Regions from separate parts of the Zea mays genome. Here region 2 is linked to region 1. The links are chromatin contacts, called in public Hi-C maps. All regions are on one chromosome and are shown on one strand. Each heading gives the region's core, a stretch centred on a gene start, on an enhancer-like site or on the middle of the called end of the contact. The rest is flanking DNA. Distances are from core to core; before and after follow the strand shown. Region 1 holds the start of LOC100037796 (protein kinase-like). Region 2 holds the start of LOC103650076 (squamosa promoter-binding-like protein 1).

What was found. Hi-C and Micro-C count contacts between places; a contact is called where the count stands out from the background.
Region 2: a contact with region 1 is called in a Hi-C map of leaf, with 9 times the contacts expected there. The contact joins the promoter of LOC103650076 here to the promoter of LOC100037796 in region 1. A contact is called at or near these places in 6 of 25 Hi-C or Micro-C datasets (bundle sheath, ear, endosperm and 2 more).

Annotation. Positions count from the first base shown.
Region 1 is chr3:51,077,968-51,085,260 of Zm-B73-REFERENCE-NAM-5.0, reverse strand. LOC100037796 (protein kinase-like) reads right to left here and starts at 2,579. Exons shown (of 13, transcript NM_001112497.2): 1 at 1,868-2,579; 2 at 1,676-1,738. The coding sequence starts at 2,062. LOC111591128 reads right to left here and starts at 1,669. Exons shown (of 1, transcript XM_023301969.1): 1 at 30-1,669. The coding sequence starts at 872. The coding sequence ends at 99.
Region 2 is chr3:51,383,353-51,390,645 of Zm-B73-REFERENCE-NAM-5.0, reverse strand. LOC103650076 (squamosa promoter-binding-like protein 1) reads right to left here and starts at 4,244. Exons shown (of 13, transcript XM_020550207.2): 1 at 4,079-4,244; 2 at 3,939-3,994; 3 at 3,243-3,837; 4 at 1,780-1,961; 5 at 1,449-1,664; 6 at 1,291-1,358; 7 at 364-438; 8 at 148-255; 9 at 1-39. The coding sequence starts at 3,760.

The DNA of each region.
Region 1 (7,293 bases), core at 1,330-3,829:
TTGGTCTCAATATCAGTCACCCACACCTCTTTTTTTTTTTTTTTTTTTGCTTCCAGTTGCAAACAAACACGATTCCTATTTACTGTTATTTTCAGCAACTAGGGCCTGAATGAGATACGGGTACAACAGTAATCTTTCCCTGCATCCTTTTTCTTTCCCCGGCCCTCGTCACAATTATTACCCTGCATGCTCAAGGCTTCTTTGGTGGTGGTGGTGGTACTAGGCGTACTCGATGCCAAAGGCTTCTTTAGGTAGGTGCACCAAATCATCAAAAAAAAAAAAAACCCAAACTGCTCGGCGGGTCTCGTCTCTGTGCTCCGGCCTCCGGAACGGCGATTGCTGCTGCTCAGCTTGGGAGCACAGAGACCACCGGTCACACCAAGGCGCACAGAGTTGGTGGCCGCGGCCAGCGGCCCGGGGGGGAGGATAGAGGAGCAGCCAAGGGGGCCCCGCGGAACACGTGTGCGGGGCCCGTGCGACAAGTGTTGCGTCGCGGGCAGGCCCACGCGGTGTGGGGTGACTTGGTGCACCCAGCTCACGACGATGCATGCATAATACTCCAGCAGTACCTGCCTGGCCAGATGTACCGGGACCGTGTGAGGCCGACGTGGCGGGGCCACCAGGAAGCCGGCCACATGGCTCGACGGGTAGCCCAAGAGGCATGCGTACCGCGCGCGGTGGGCCCGCCCCCTTCGTGTGCCGTGTTGCTCTACTGTGCCGAAACGGGAACCGTCCCGGCCGGTGGTCGGTTTCATTTGTACAAGTGGAGACGAGACGGTCACGGACCTGACGCTCCGGATGGGATCGCTTTCGTATCCGGCACACTGCGACTGTGTGAAACTGTGGCCTGAGATGTCTCGCTTGGAATGCATGTGGTTTTCGTCACAGAATCAAAGGACATGACTTTTTTTTCCTTGTTATTATTACTACAAGCAATTTCACAAAAAACCTGGCGAAAAATCGTATCGTTTTCTCGCGATTTTTTTTCCTGAGCGTAATTCCAGGAGCCCGTGAGCCTTCTTCCTTCCTTTTTTTTTCCCCCTTTGGCTTTGGAACCCCGAGAGGCGAAGAGCCCGTGAACTATAGACTCTCGAGTCTCGACAGGCCTCTCTCTCTACTTGCAGGTGCATGTGGCGTGGCGAGGCGAAACCGCTTTATGCCCAGGACAGGGGCTCATATTCCGGTAGCGGCCGGAGTAAAAACTCCGGCGGAGATGCCGTGCGGCGTGGATCGAAGGACCGGACGTCAGCCAAAGCTCCCGCCGGTGTTTTCCGCGTGAACAGCGTTGAGAAGCAAGCGACGAGAGCTAGCAGAGAGAAAAGAGATCCTTTGTTTTGTGTTTGTGTGTGTGTGTGACGAAAGAGTCTCATCCCGGCCGCGCAAGCAAAAACCGCTAATCCTTTGGTTCCAAGTAAAAGCCAGATGGTCCGTTACTTGCAGGACAGTACAACTGGACAGCTAGCCTAATAATCCCTTACGGAGCACAGCAAGTTCATTTTCTAGCGTCATGGAATGGAAGTATACGGGATCGGATCCTATCTTACCAGTCCAGCAGACAAGGGGAATTGGTCCAGCTGGAGCTGGAAGGAGCGAGGAGGAGAAGGATCCAATCCAAGAAGAAATGAAGGAACGATACGAAAGGGGAGGTTTGAAGCAAGTTCGGTGTGCCACGCACCTCGTGCAAGCGGACGACATTCGGGTGCTTGAGCAGCTTGAGCGTCCCGATCTCCCTCCTGATCTGCAAACAGCGCCAGCGCAAAGCGAAATGGACGAAGAAGCCGCCGTCAGCATGCTCGGCGGACCGGACCGGACTGGAATCTGAAACGGCTAGCGCGCGGCGGCGAAACACGTGTGTGGCATGCCCAACCTGGTCGTCGATGCGGAGGGAGAGGATCTTGCTGCGGTCGAGGATCTTGATGGCGAAGTGGCCGCCGCTGGCGATGTGGCGCGCGTACTTCACCTTGCCGAAGTTGCCCTCGCCGAGGGTCCGCCCGATCTCATACCTCCCCAGCAGCGACGCCCGCGTGCACTCCGCGTCCGCCCGCCGCTCGCCGTTCACCATTCACAAACGCGCGGCCGAGAGGGCTCGCTCGTGTGTGACCGGACACGGCCCCGCCTTGCTCCGTCGATCCCTCTTTCTCTCTGTCTGTCTGTCTTCGCAGCTCTGGAATGGATGAGGCAGCAAGGGAGGGAGGTGGAAGGAGAGGGTGGAAGGGGGCGGGGTACTTATAGCTCCTGCCTGCTCTTCTTCTAGCCTCATCACAGTCGTCTACTCGTCTACCCTTCTCCTCTTCCCTTGTCTCTTGTGTGGCAGGCAGCCCTGCCCTTTCGCTTGCTTGCTTGCTTGCGCTCCGTCGCCTCAGCCTCAGATTCCGTGAGATGTAACCCGGATGGGCAACTGGTAAACGCACACGCAAAAGCCTCTGCTCTGTCCACGATTATATTACTATTAAACAAAACAAATGGGACAAATCCACGCGGCCTTGCTGCTGCTACGTCCACCAGGCCTCCGCGTAGCAGCCAGGTCAATGAACGCTCCCCTCAGTTTGATCCTCTTAGCTAGCTCTATGTTCATTGCTGATAACGCGAATCAAATTCACCAGTTCCGCTAGGCAGTCAGAGAGAAATAGCGAGATTGCTTGGCCGAGTGGCTATAAACTCTTGACACAGATATACATACTAGTCGGTTGCCCGTACTGTCCGTAAACTATCCACCAAACAGATCTTAAATTTTTTTATTGATTGTCTTCACTCTTCGCATAATATTTTTTTTATTTGACTAACTGATATTGTTGTTTACTCCATGTCTCCATCTAATATGTCTCGGTACAACACGGCTAATGAAGAGAGCGATTAGAAAAGAGTTCACAACGACTGACTGAACGAACAGAAAATATAGAATGGCATAATTTCACCATATATAGACCAAATAAGATGAAATTTGTGAGCTCAAGTTTCTAAGTCACATGAACTCAAACTTATAAAAAAGATAGATTAAAATATTGAGTGGTTGCTAAAGTCGGGCATCAATAAAAATTGGATGCGCTCTATACAAATTATGGTACTTCGTAGCAATTAGTAACGTTTAAAACAAACAAATAACCTTCCCTTTTATTGTTAGTGTGACAAATCATTGCTGCTCCAACCAATTCAGCAACCTCAAACACCATGGAGTCTATTGTGTCAATATGGTCTTAGAAACGACCTAATGCATGCAAGAGCCAAGAACACAAGGGAGGAGCACCATGTGTAGTGCTCGCATGGATCTCCAAATCCTGACACATATTTTGCAGGATCCATGAGTGTCACACCCGGTTCTAGAAGGCAAACCGAATGCGAACCATGTACGTGCCAGGATCAGTTATTCACGTACACAGCAGTTACATAACATGGACATCATCACACAGTGCTCAAAATAGTATTAAAAGGGGAAAATAGTTGATTACATCATACGTCTGAGACGTCCATATAGTCCTTACAATAAATCAAAGTGCGGAAAAGAAACGTAGATAAACGCGGCCTTCACAGGCAGCCGACTGGGGGTTGCCGCTAACCCACACCTAGAACTCGTCGTAGTCTTGGAACTCCTGGAAGTCTCCTTCCACAGCTTCATCTTCGCCTGAGCAGTGGTTGCAATGCTGACAACCTGGGGATGGGGGGGTTTGGTGTGTAGAGCAAGGGTGAGTACACATCAACATACTCAGCAAGTATCCTGTTTGGCTGTAGTGGACTAGCTTTATGTGGGGGATAAGTCAAGCAGTTGCTTTTAGTTGGTCAGGTTATTATTTACTAATAGAAAGCCAGGTTTTAGCTTTAACCCAAGTTATTAACCCGATGTACCCTTTCCAAACGGAAAGAATACCACTTACCAGCACCATAGTCATAACCAAAACCATCGATCTCATAGCCATCTGTACCATAATGTCTCTGATCAAGTACCACTAATCACTGGAGCTCCCTTGGCCGCTCATAACCGCGAGCACGGCTGATATATCAGTTTTTAAACACTCTGCAGAGGTTGTGCACTTTACCCACAAGCCGTGATTCTCATTCTGCCCGGAGAGAGCAACTCCCCATTGACCACTACCTAGGTGGCCTAGCAGGGCATCACTACGTAGCCTTTACAAAGATTCCCCAGGGCTGTAGCCACCCGTTAGGTTTCCTAAATGCACCGCACTCCTCCCCAAGGGGCGAACCCAAACTTGGCAGAGCGAGCCGCATACACCGAGCCCCATTGACGGCACGACGGCTAAGTGAACTACACTCCGGATCCTCTAATTATTCAGCTAAGGGCACCCCATTCCACCCTCATGGTTGCACTGTTTTCCCAGGCGGTCATCCATAGAACAGGTCCTTACGGAGAGGCACTCGAGAAACCGCTCGAGCCCCCTTGAAGACCACAAGTATAACATCATAATAAGAGAAGGGAAAACAGCGTATCATAGATAATCTCATCATGTTCATTGATTAGAGTTGAGCAATAGCATAAAGCTAACTAATAATAATCCAACCCATATAGGTAAGCAAGGACAGGGATAACAAAACTAGTCAATCTTTAGGCATAAATGTATACAGCGGGAGGTGAATTAAATAATGAATAGGACATAGATAGGTCAAGGGACACTTGCCTCCACCAACCGACTGCTGCCCAGGGGCTTCTCCTGCAAGTTCCTCGGGCTCTTCAACCGGATCGTTCTCTATGCGATTGCAAGCATACATACATACATCCATTCAAATTGGGAAGCAAACAGTACATCATACAAGGGAACAAATAAAGTGGATATGCATCAAGTATGACATTCGATGTCGCATTCATTATGGTTAGAAAGAAACGAGAAAAGGTCTCGCGGGGGGGGGGGTTAAAGCTTATGCACTAATGATTAGTTACAATTGGTTCTAACAAAAGAATTTAGTTATATGCACTAATGGAAACCTAGTCATTTTTAGTTGATCAACATTGAACTGGATAAACAATTGATTATATGAATTAACTAGCGTAACGGAATTCTAAATCAAGTCTCCTATTTCAATAACATGAACAATGATTATCCTGCCTAAAATAAAATAAGTAACAGTAATGAAAGAAAATAAAATAAAATAAAATAAATAAAAAAGGGGGGGCGGTTGAACCGGCCAGGGGGCGGTTGAACCGGCCTGGGCAGGGGCGGGGGTGGCCAAGCCGGCGGCGGGCGGCCGAACCGGTGGGGGCGCAGGGGCAGGGGGCGGCCGAGCTGGCGCGCAGGGGCGGCCGAGCCGGCCAGGGGCGGGGCAGGGCGCGCAGGGGCGGCGGGCCGAGCCGGCCAGGGGCGGCCGAGCTGGGCGGCGGGCGGCCGGACCGGGGCGCAGGGGCGGCCGAGCGGCGGGGCCGAGCCGGGTAGGGGGAAGGGGAGGGGGGGATGGGGGAGGGAAGAGAGGGGGAGGGGGACCTCACCGGGGACGGGGACGGGCGGCCGAACCGGCGACGAGCAGGGGCGGCGGCTAGGGCAGGGGGCGGCGGCTAGGGTGGGGAAGAGAGAGAATGAGAGGGAGGGAGAGGGATTGGGGGGAATTGGGGGGATTGGGAGGGGGCGGCTGGGCCAATGGGCCCAAAGGGGGCGCGCGGGGGGGCGGCTGGGCCGGCCAGGGCGGCCCACGGTGCGGGAGAGAGAAAAGAAAAAGAAAAAAAAGAGAGAGAAAGAAAAAGAAAAAGAAAGAAAAGGTTTTTCTCCTTTTCGAAATCCGATCTTTCTAGATGAATGCACTTACATCTCTAAGCAATCAAAGAATGCATAGTTCGGCATGGTGCATCAAACAACATCAAGTAATTTAGGGTTTTTTCTTTACACGGGAAATCCAAGCCAAACTCCGCTATAACTTTGGAAAAGATCAAGGTTTAGCGAGGGAACGAGGAAAGAAAAGGGTAACGCCTGAATTTGGTGAGAGACAAGAAGAAAAAATTCTACCCCCAAATTCAGGGCGTTACAAACCTATCCCCCTTAAAAGAATCTCGCCCTCGAGATTCAGGGTTGGCTAGCAAAGAGCTCAGGGTATTTAGCCATCAGATCGTCTTCACGCTCCCAGGTTGCTTCTTCCTCAGAGTGGTGATTCCATCTGACTTTGCACATTCTGATGGTTTTCCTTCGGGTGACTCTGTCTGCGACCTCAAGGATTTGCACTGGCTTCTCAACGTAGGTCAAGTCCTCCTGGACTTCAAGACCTTCCACTGACAACTGCTCTTCTGGCACACGCAAGCACTTCTTCAACTGAGACACATGAAAGACATCATGCACAGCAGACAAATTCTCTGGCAAACTGAGCTGATAGGCCACTTCTCCACGTCTTGCAAGAATCTGATACGAACCAATGTAGCGGGGTGCTAGCTTGCCTTTCACTCCGAATCTTCTGACTCCTCTGATCGGTGACACCTTCAGATAGACAAAGTCTCCGACTTCGAAACTCAGTTCTCTTCTTCTTGTGTCTGCATAGCTTCGCTGCCTCGATTGCGCTATCTTCAGATTCTCTCGGACCATCTTGATGTTCTCTTCGGCTTCAAGCAAAATGTCTGGCCCAAACACTTGCTTTTCTCTAGGCTGATCCCATTGCAACGGAGTTCTACAACTCCTCCCATAAAGCGCCTGAAATGGTGACATCTTCAAACTGGCCTGGTAACTGTTGTTATAGGAAAACTCTGCATAAGGCAATCTCTTATCCCATCCGGACTGATCTTGCAACGCACAGGCTCTCAACATGTCTTCAAGAATTTGGTTGGTCCTTTTGGTCTGGCCATCTGTCTGCGGGTGGTAAGCTGAACTGAAATTCAGATGCGTGCCCAAAGCTTCATGCAACTGCTGCCAGAAATGAGAGGTGAACTGCGTTCCTCTATCTGACACTATCTTCTTTGGCACACCATGAAGACAAACGATCCGAGACATATACAACTCTGCCAATACTGCACTGCTGTAGTTGGTCTTGACAGGTATGAAGTGGGCTGACTTGGTCAAGCGGTCCACTACTACCCAAATGGAATCGTAGCCGGCTCGAGTGCGAGGCAATCCGACTATGAAATCCATACCAATTTCATCCCATTTCCACTGAGGGATCTGCAACGGTTGCAACAATCCAGCAGGTCTCTGGTGCTCTACCTTAATTCTTCGACAACTATCGCACATAGCCACATGCTCTGCGATTTCCCTCTTCATTCCGTACCACCAGAATTTCTTTTTCAGATCCTGATACATCTTCTCACTGCCAGGGTGAATCGAATAAGATGTCTCATGAGCTTCCTTAAGAATCAACTCCCGAATAGACTGGACA
Region 2 (7,293 bases), core at 2,995-5,494, 300 kb before region 1:
AATAAGCTTTTCTATCCACGAAGCTGGATCATCATCAAGCTTTAGTAGAAAAGGAAAAGAAGAGTAAGTAAGCAATTTGCTTCTGCAAAATATATTATAAAGAAAACATATACATATCTAAGTCACAGTTAATGCAGTGCATACTACCTCATCCCACATCCAATTAGGGAGGCGGAGGTAAATAGTTAGAATAACACAACCAGGCCTAATATAGCTTTCCATATCAGTTGGATAATGCGATAACCAGTGTTGGATCTGTAAATTCAAAAAATTTAATGGAAGAGCTCGCATTAGCACTTAAAATCTTCACACAGACAAAGTTGTTACAGAAACATGATTCCAGTTTGTAACATGATAAATGACCTGTTCCCGTAGATCTACAGGAAAATCTTTTGGCTCTTTTCCAAACAGCTTGAACACAATTTTATCTGTTCGGCTCTGCAAATGTTATGTGCATAAGAGCTATTGAGCTGAGTAGGAATCAAACATCAGAAATACATCTAGAAGAATCAATCTAAAAATTTCAGTGTAACTTTCACAAAATTATACTAGATTGGAAAACCTGTTGCAAAACTACACTTTTAGAAATCACTTTCATATAAAAAAACTATACTTCTTTGTCAAATATTATCGACAAACCACACATTTATACTCAATTCGTACCGGAAAATACAATTCATTAAGAGCTAAAATAAAAAAAATGTATTTTTGTAATACTGAATGGCAATAATTGTGTAGTGTCGTGATTTGACTGGACAATGGAAATGAAGTTTCATGAAGATGCTTCTCAAAAATATACTTGAGACATAGATTGACAATGAAAGTGTAGTTCGACTGGTGTCAAGGGCATCGGTGCTCAGGGTAGCAGGTCCATGCTACGGACCTCGTAGCGTGGACCGGTAATGCACCAGGGGTTCTTCCCTGCGCGCCCAATAGTGAAGGGGATATGTTTAAGCAAGAGGGAGATTAGGAAATCGGGTGTTATTCCTTGATCCATCCAAGTCTGATTACACAAGATATATAGACCAGTCACAGCCTGGAGATAATCACTCTCCTAAATTCTAGCCATGTTGGCAGCCATGCCAACTAACTCTTCCCTGATTGGCAGCCATGCCACTAACTCTTCCCTGATCTTTTGCTGTCCAAATCTGACCGAATTGACTGCGTGGCCTCTTATGGCACGCTCCTGGCGGTGTCCTGTGTGCAGGCCTGGCGCTGGTACTCCGGCCCCACATGACAAAGCAGTTTTGCTATAGTTTGTTCAAGATTATTGTAGTTTATGAAATTTACCTCAACTTCTTCAAAGCAAGCATCATTCAAATCAAAATCATGTACCCGCCTTTTCACTGGAGGCTCTTCTGAGAAAACAAGTTATTTAAATCATTTTATTTTATATATTTAGTATTTGTCATGCTAAACAGCATCAAGTAAATAATAAAATGTTTTACCTGCTAATGATTCTCCTCTGATTGGAATTGACCGTATAGTTTGCTCATGCACAGTAGATCCATTTGCAGCATTATTACCAGCATTTGACAATATTGAATTTGAATTTGCATTCTTTAGAATATCTTGATATGACTGTGTGCTAGCAATAGCAGCAAGGTTCTTCAAAAGGTTAACCAAAGAATTAGGATGATTGATTGGCTCAGAGGAGCTACCAGCTGCCACCCATACAAGCACACATTTAGAATGACTATGTCTGTACCTGTGGATCGAATGTGGTTTGAAATATTTGCATCTAAAATTGCTAATCGAATTTTGTAAAGGAGAACTTACACTCTAGCCTGGAAAGTTGTTTTAACAGAAGGATTGAGGTGTTACTTAGAGATTGATTTTCACTCATGGAATTCCCATTCACAACAGTTTGTGGTTGAACTTTCCTTCTCCTTCCATTATGTTGTGCTAGACGCGAGCGGCAGCTCTTCTTCCCTTCATCAAATTCTTGAAGAAGCTGAAACCTAACATGGCACACAAAATAGTTACTTTCTTCAGCTAATGAGAAAATGAAAAGAAATGACAAATGCTCGCAATACTAAAATATGAATTCGATGCTAACTCAAGATCATGATAAGCTGCTAAACTCAAGACGCATGTAGAAGAAAGAACCATGGTTTTTTCCCTACATACATTTAGCAGCCTATCATGATGTTGCAACTTACAAGAGAAGTATATAGCACCACCTAGACCAACATCAAACTTCAAGTTTGCATCCTATTGTGATGTTATAACTTACAAGGGCATTGTATACCAATGCCTAGAGCAAACGGCCTCTCATTAATCAAACAAGTCAACACCACTCTATTGATATCCCCAACAATTTCATTGAATTATCTATGTGTTCTTGTCTCGGATACATAGAGGTGAAGAAATTATGATGCCACATCATCAAATGAACTTTTAGCTATATATTCCTTACCCAAATGCTGATCAATTGAAACCATCACTCCAACAACTCCCTCCATTCTTTTTAGTTTGTTGTTTTAGACTTAATGTAATAATATTAAGAAAAGTGCACAAACCTCTACTAAAGCTACCTCATTAAATTAGGGTCTTCTCAACTAACCATTTGTGGCTAATGAACAAGGACTAACTGTAGAAACTCTGAATGAACTAGAGACATATAGCTGTCTCTACATGGAATCCTAGAATGAAAAACAAGAAAGAATATTTTTTACAAGTAAAACATAAACAAAAAAAGAACAGAATTGGTAACATCGAAGCAAATTCAGATATTCATACTTTTATTTCAAAAGAATATCTTTCTTCCATAACAAAAGACATTCTAATAGTAGCACAAGGTAAAAAAATGAGATAATCATATGATATTGTACCGATAGCACCGATCCAAGTAAAAGCACTTTTATATTATACTAACTAGTATTATGTGTGGGGCATAAGCATTCCTCAAGGTACATGATCAGCATCACCTAGAGTTTTGCCAAGCACAAAAAACAGCTTGGAATTTCTCAAGATAATAATCAGCATGAACTGGGATCCTATCATGGGGCATAAAACTAATATGTTCAGCAATTCTCAAGGTTGAATGATCAGCAATTCATTTGTGTTGTGTGCCTGTGGCACCCAGGTAATGTGTCCTGGTGTGTTTTATTTTCCTTTTCTTTGCTGCTTTGGATTTTGTACTGGATCCGTCTTTCTTTACTTTCTCCAATACAAAGATGCCTCAGGAGAGAAAAAAAATTACCAGCAATAGTAATCTCACAACGAAATTGTTGACCTACCTGCTACACTGCTGACAGAACCGATGCTCTACATTCTTGATGCAGACCACAGTCGTCCTGGTATGTGCTTCACACACCTTGTGCCTCTTATGGTAGTCCCTGGCACCGCTGAGATCGGCATGGCAGCCGTCAACCTGGCAGGACGGAGTGGTGCTCGAACTGGCACCTTTCCTGGGTGTCTCCTCCTCGCTGCTCCGCCCTCTCTGAGCAGGCACCACATGATTGTTGTCTCCATCTGCTACCCCAGAATTGCTGCAACCGGCGCTGCCGTCCTCCTCTGGCGAGAGCCTCCGCCTCTTGTCAACGACGACGCCGAAGTCGATCTCCCCCTGAGCTCGACTCAGCTTCCTGCTGCTGCACTCGGACGGCACGATGGCCGCCGGCGTGGCCAGGAACAGGTTGGCGTCCCACCTCCAGTCGTTCAAATCCCAGTCAAGGCCCTTGTTCCTGTGCTCGCCGGACATTGTCGCCGCACTGGCTTGATCACCGCCATCTTTCCTCAAGAAAGAGGCTTCCATTTCCTCTGCCTTCCCCTCCTCCCTGTCCCTGTCGCCCCACTTGTTCTTCTTTTGCTGCTCTTTGTTTGCACGTATGACTACAGACGAAACAAACACAGAGGAACACCAGCACCAAGGGATTACCAACCTTGGGTTGGGACAAATCCTGAAACCAACGAAGGGTTCAGAAACAAAGTACCTTAGCTCGGGCCCGGCGGGTAGAACGATGCCGTGGTTATCCAGGCAAGCAACGCCCTTGAACGGAAAGGCGAGTAATGATTGAAGAAATGGAGATGGGGCAGTAAGCTCATGGAGAGAACCGAGTCAAGGATTGGGTACCGTGGGTTAGGACCAGTTGGGGATGGGGCTACTACTTCTCGTCTCCCGGGTCCCGAGCGGCGGAACAGAGGCGGAACGCGGAAGGGCTCGCGGTGGAACGAGGGGCGAAGTATCCTGGGGAGGCAGAGCTCTCTGCCTGTCTGCCCCCAGCATATCCACAGTTCCAATGTCCAATAAGCAAGCACGAGGCCCGCGAGCCTGGCACGAAGCCCGCTGTTTGGGCCCGATCCGAGCCCGGCACGGCCTGGTTATATGCGGGCCCGGGCCGGCCCGGCACGAATAAGCGGGCCGGGCTCGGACAAGAAATTAGGCACGGTGGGCTAGCCCGGCACGGCCCGTTTAGCTCTAAGCCCGTTAAGCCCGCTTTTTTTACACTAAAACGTGTTTTTAGCCCGCATAGCCCGCTTTTTTCGTGCTAAACGGGCCGGCCCGGCCCGTTTAGGCCCGTTGCGGGCCGGGCTCGGACAAGAAATTAAGCCGCGTGCTTACCCGGCCCGGCCCGGTTTTATAATCGTGCCTGGCGGGCCGGGCCCAAAACGGACCGGGCTTCACCGGGCCCGGGCCGGACCGGGCCGGGCGGCCCGTTTGGACATCTCTAGTTCCACACCACCGCCGCCTCTTTTTCATCTCCCCTGTCTCCTGTCTGGCGTTCGGACAGCGACGCCACGGCCAAGGTTCCGGTTGGACCTTGTTAGGGACATCAGCGTCTAACGGCTCATGCTGGCCCAGTACCTGGCTCATGCTGGCCTAGATACTTAAGGGGAAATACTACAAAGTCGCACCACGAAGGGGGCATAAAAGAAAATATCAAAACATCTTATGTAGTGTTTGGTTGAAGAGCAAAGTAGAACGGAGCCGTTCTGTCCCAATTTTATCGTTGTTTGGTTATAAAGTAACTAGAACGGAATGACTCCAATTAGAAAATATTCTCCTCAGATTCGGAACCATTTCGCTCCAAAAAATCAACCGGACGGAGCCGCTCCGTTCCCAGCCCGCTCGCACAGTCACACTTCGTTCTGTTCACTCTGCAACCAAACAAAAAACAGAGTCGCTCCGTTCCAGATTACCAAACAAAGAACAGAGTGACTCCGTTCCTAGAATCAGGGATGGAACGACTCCGTTCTACTTGGCTCCTCAACCAAACACTACCTTAGTGTTCATCTTCCTCCTGCGTCTAGCGATGTTCTTCTTCGAACAACTCTCATGTACCTCCAGTCGTCTTAAACCTTCTAGAGTTTCTTCTCCTACCTCGATTCTTCTGCTATCTTCCTACCTCAACTCTATTACTCTGTAATTGCTTCTGTCGAGTTGAATCAATACACTCCGTTGGTGTAGTTGTTAACAATTGGTATCAAATTCCTACGTTCCTCGGCCCTCTCATCTATGGTGTCTTCATCACCGATTGATGCCCACCTTACCAGGGCGCTGCAGCAACAGACTCGTGAGATCCTCTCCGAGCTCGACAAGCGCTTCACCACGATTGACTCCAAGTGGGCGCGTCGAGTCGGCGCTCCGGAGTCCCAAGCGGTGGAATCCGCTCAACACCGCGACAAGTTCTCCTCCGCCCTCCGCGCCGGCGTCGAGGCACATCTCTCGGCGGCTACCCAACAGTCTACGGGTACTCGTGCCGCCGCCCAGCAATCTGCCCTACATGTGTTCGATGCAAGGCGTCCACGGGCGCAGTGGAGGTCATTAGTGGAGACCCTGCACGTGTTCGCAGACCGCGACATCAGTGAACAACCTGCCAGAGTCCATGGCCGCCTCGACAATTCCACCACCATCACCATGGGGTCCAACATCAACCCGGATGGCGTAGTTGCAGGTGGCGCCACAGACCGACCAGTTCGTGTAGCAGCGGTAGGCTGGAGCCGCGTGCCAAATGTTGGACCTATTCCACACAAGACCGACGGTGCAGCACCTGCTCGCAGCTGCACGGGAGCAGCTGTCACACCCGGGCTTTAAGGAACCAAGACGGGTGCATCTCATATATGCGCCAGAGAAGACAACACATATAGTAACAGAGTGCATAGAGATAGATGTCATAAATATCATAAATATAATTATTACATAGCGGAAGCCTTACAAAAATAAATGATAAAATAAAGAGAACTATGTATTATTCCCTAGCGCCACAAAGCTGACTGAGAGACGCCACCTAGATCAAGTTGAAAGCCTCAGTGTTAGACGGCTCCTCTTCGACCACCTGTTCTTCTCCTGTGGGGGGGTGTGAGACAGCAAGGGTGAGCTCACACATGTTCATCGCTCAACAAGTTGTGGAGAATAATGTGCATGAACTCACCAAAGGTGGGAGTTCATGTGAAGTGTAAGGCAAATCAATGTAATAAAGGCTGAAGCTGAGCATTGCTTTTATATGTTGGTTAAAATTTTATTAGCAGTTACTAAGTGTAAGTAAATACCAAACCTTAGAAATAATAAATAAAAGTAATAATAAAATAATCCCAGATGCAATGAAATGACAAATTGAGTTTAAGTTCCATAAATTAATCATGTGAGTGTCCGAGCCGCTCATGACCGTGAGCATGACGAGTATACCAGTTTTACACTTTGCAGAGGTTGCGCATTTTTACCCACAAGTCGTGTTACCCATTTGCCATGGAGTTGATGAGACCCCATACACCTCTACGAAGGAAGCGAGGCAGGGTACCACTACGAGGTCTTTACAAAGTTCCACTAGCTTAGAAAACCCGCTACAGTTTATAGGAAGCTCCAGTGCAGGAATCCCTCGCCTGACCGCCATTGCAGCAAAATCAACCCAAGGACCTCCCTACACTGACCACTCCCCTACTGCCCTTGCCCCTTTCGGGTAAGGTAGTCATCCACTAGCTTTCCTAGTTAATCAGCCAAGGGCGTCCCATTGAACCCTTGTGGTAGCACTGTTTTCCCGGGTGGTTCACCATGTTCCCATTAACATAATGATCTTATCATGAACAGTAAATAATAAACAAATGATAAAAAGTATAACAATGAGTGATGAATATCTCTATACCCAAAGCCACATAAAGCAATAACATGTACTACCTAAAAATTTAGTAGCAAAACCAGTGGTGAAACAAGGTATAAAGATAGTCAAAATCTAGGGTAACCTATTGGGTCCCATCAAAATTAACCTATATAGATCATTATGATTAATAAGAACATGATTGGGTAAAAATAAGTTATCAAGGGCACAACTTGCCTTCAATGAGCTCCTGCTC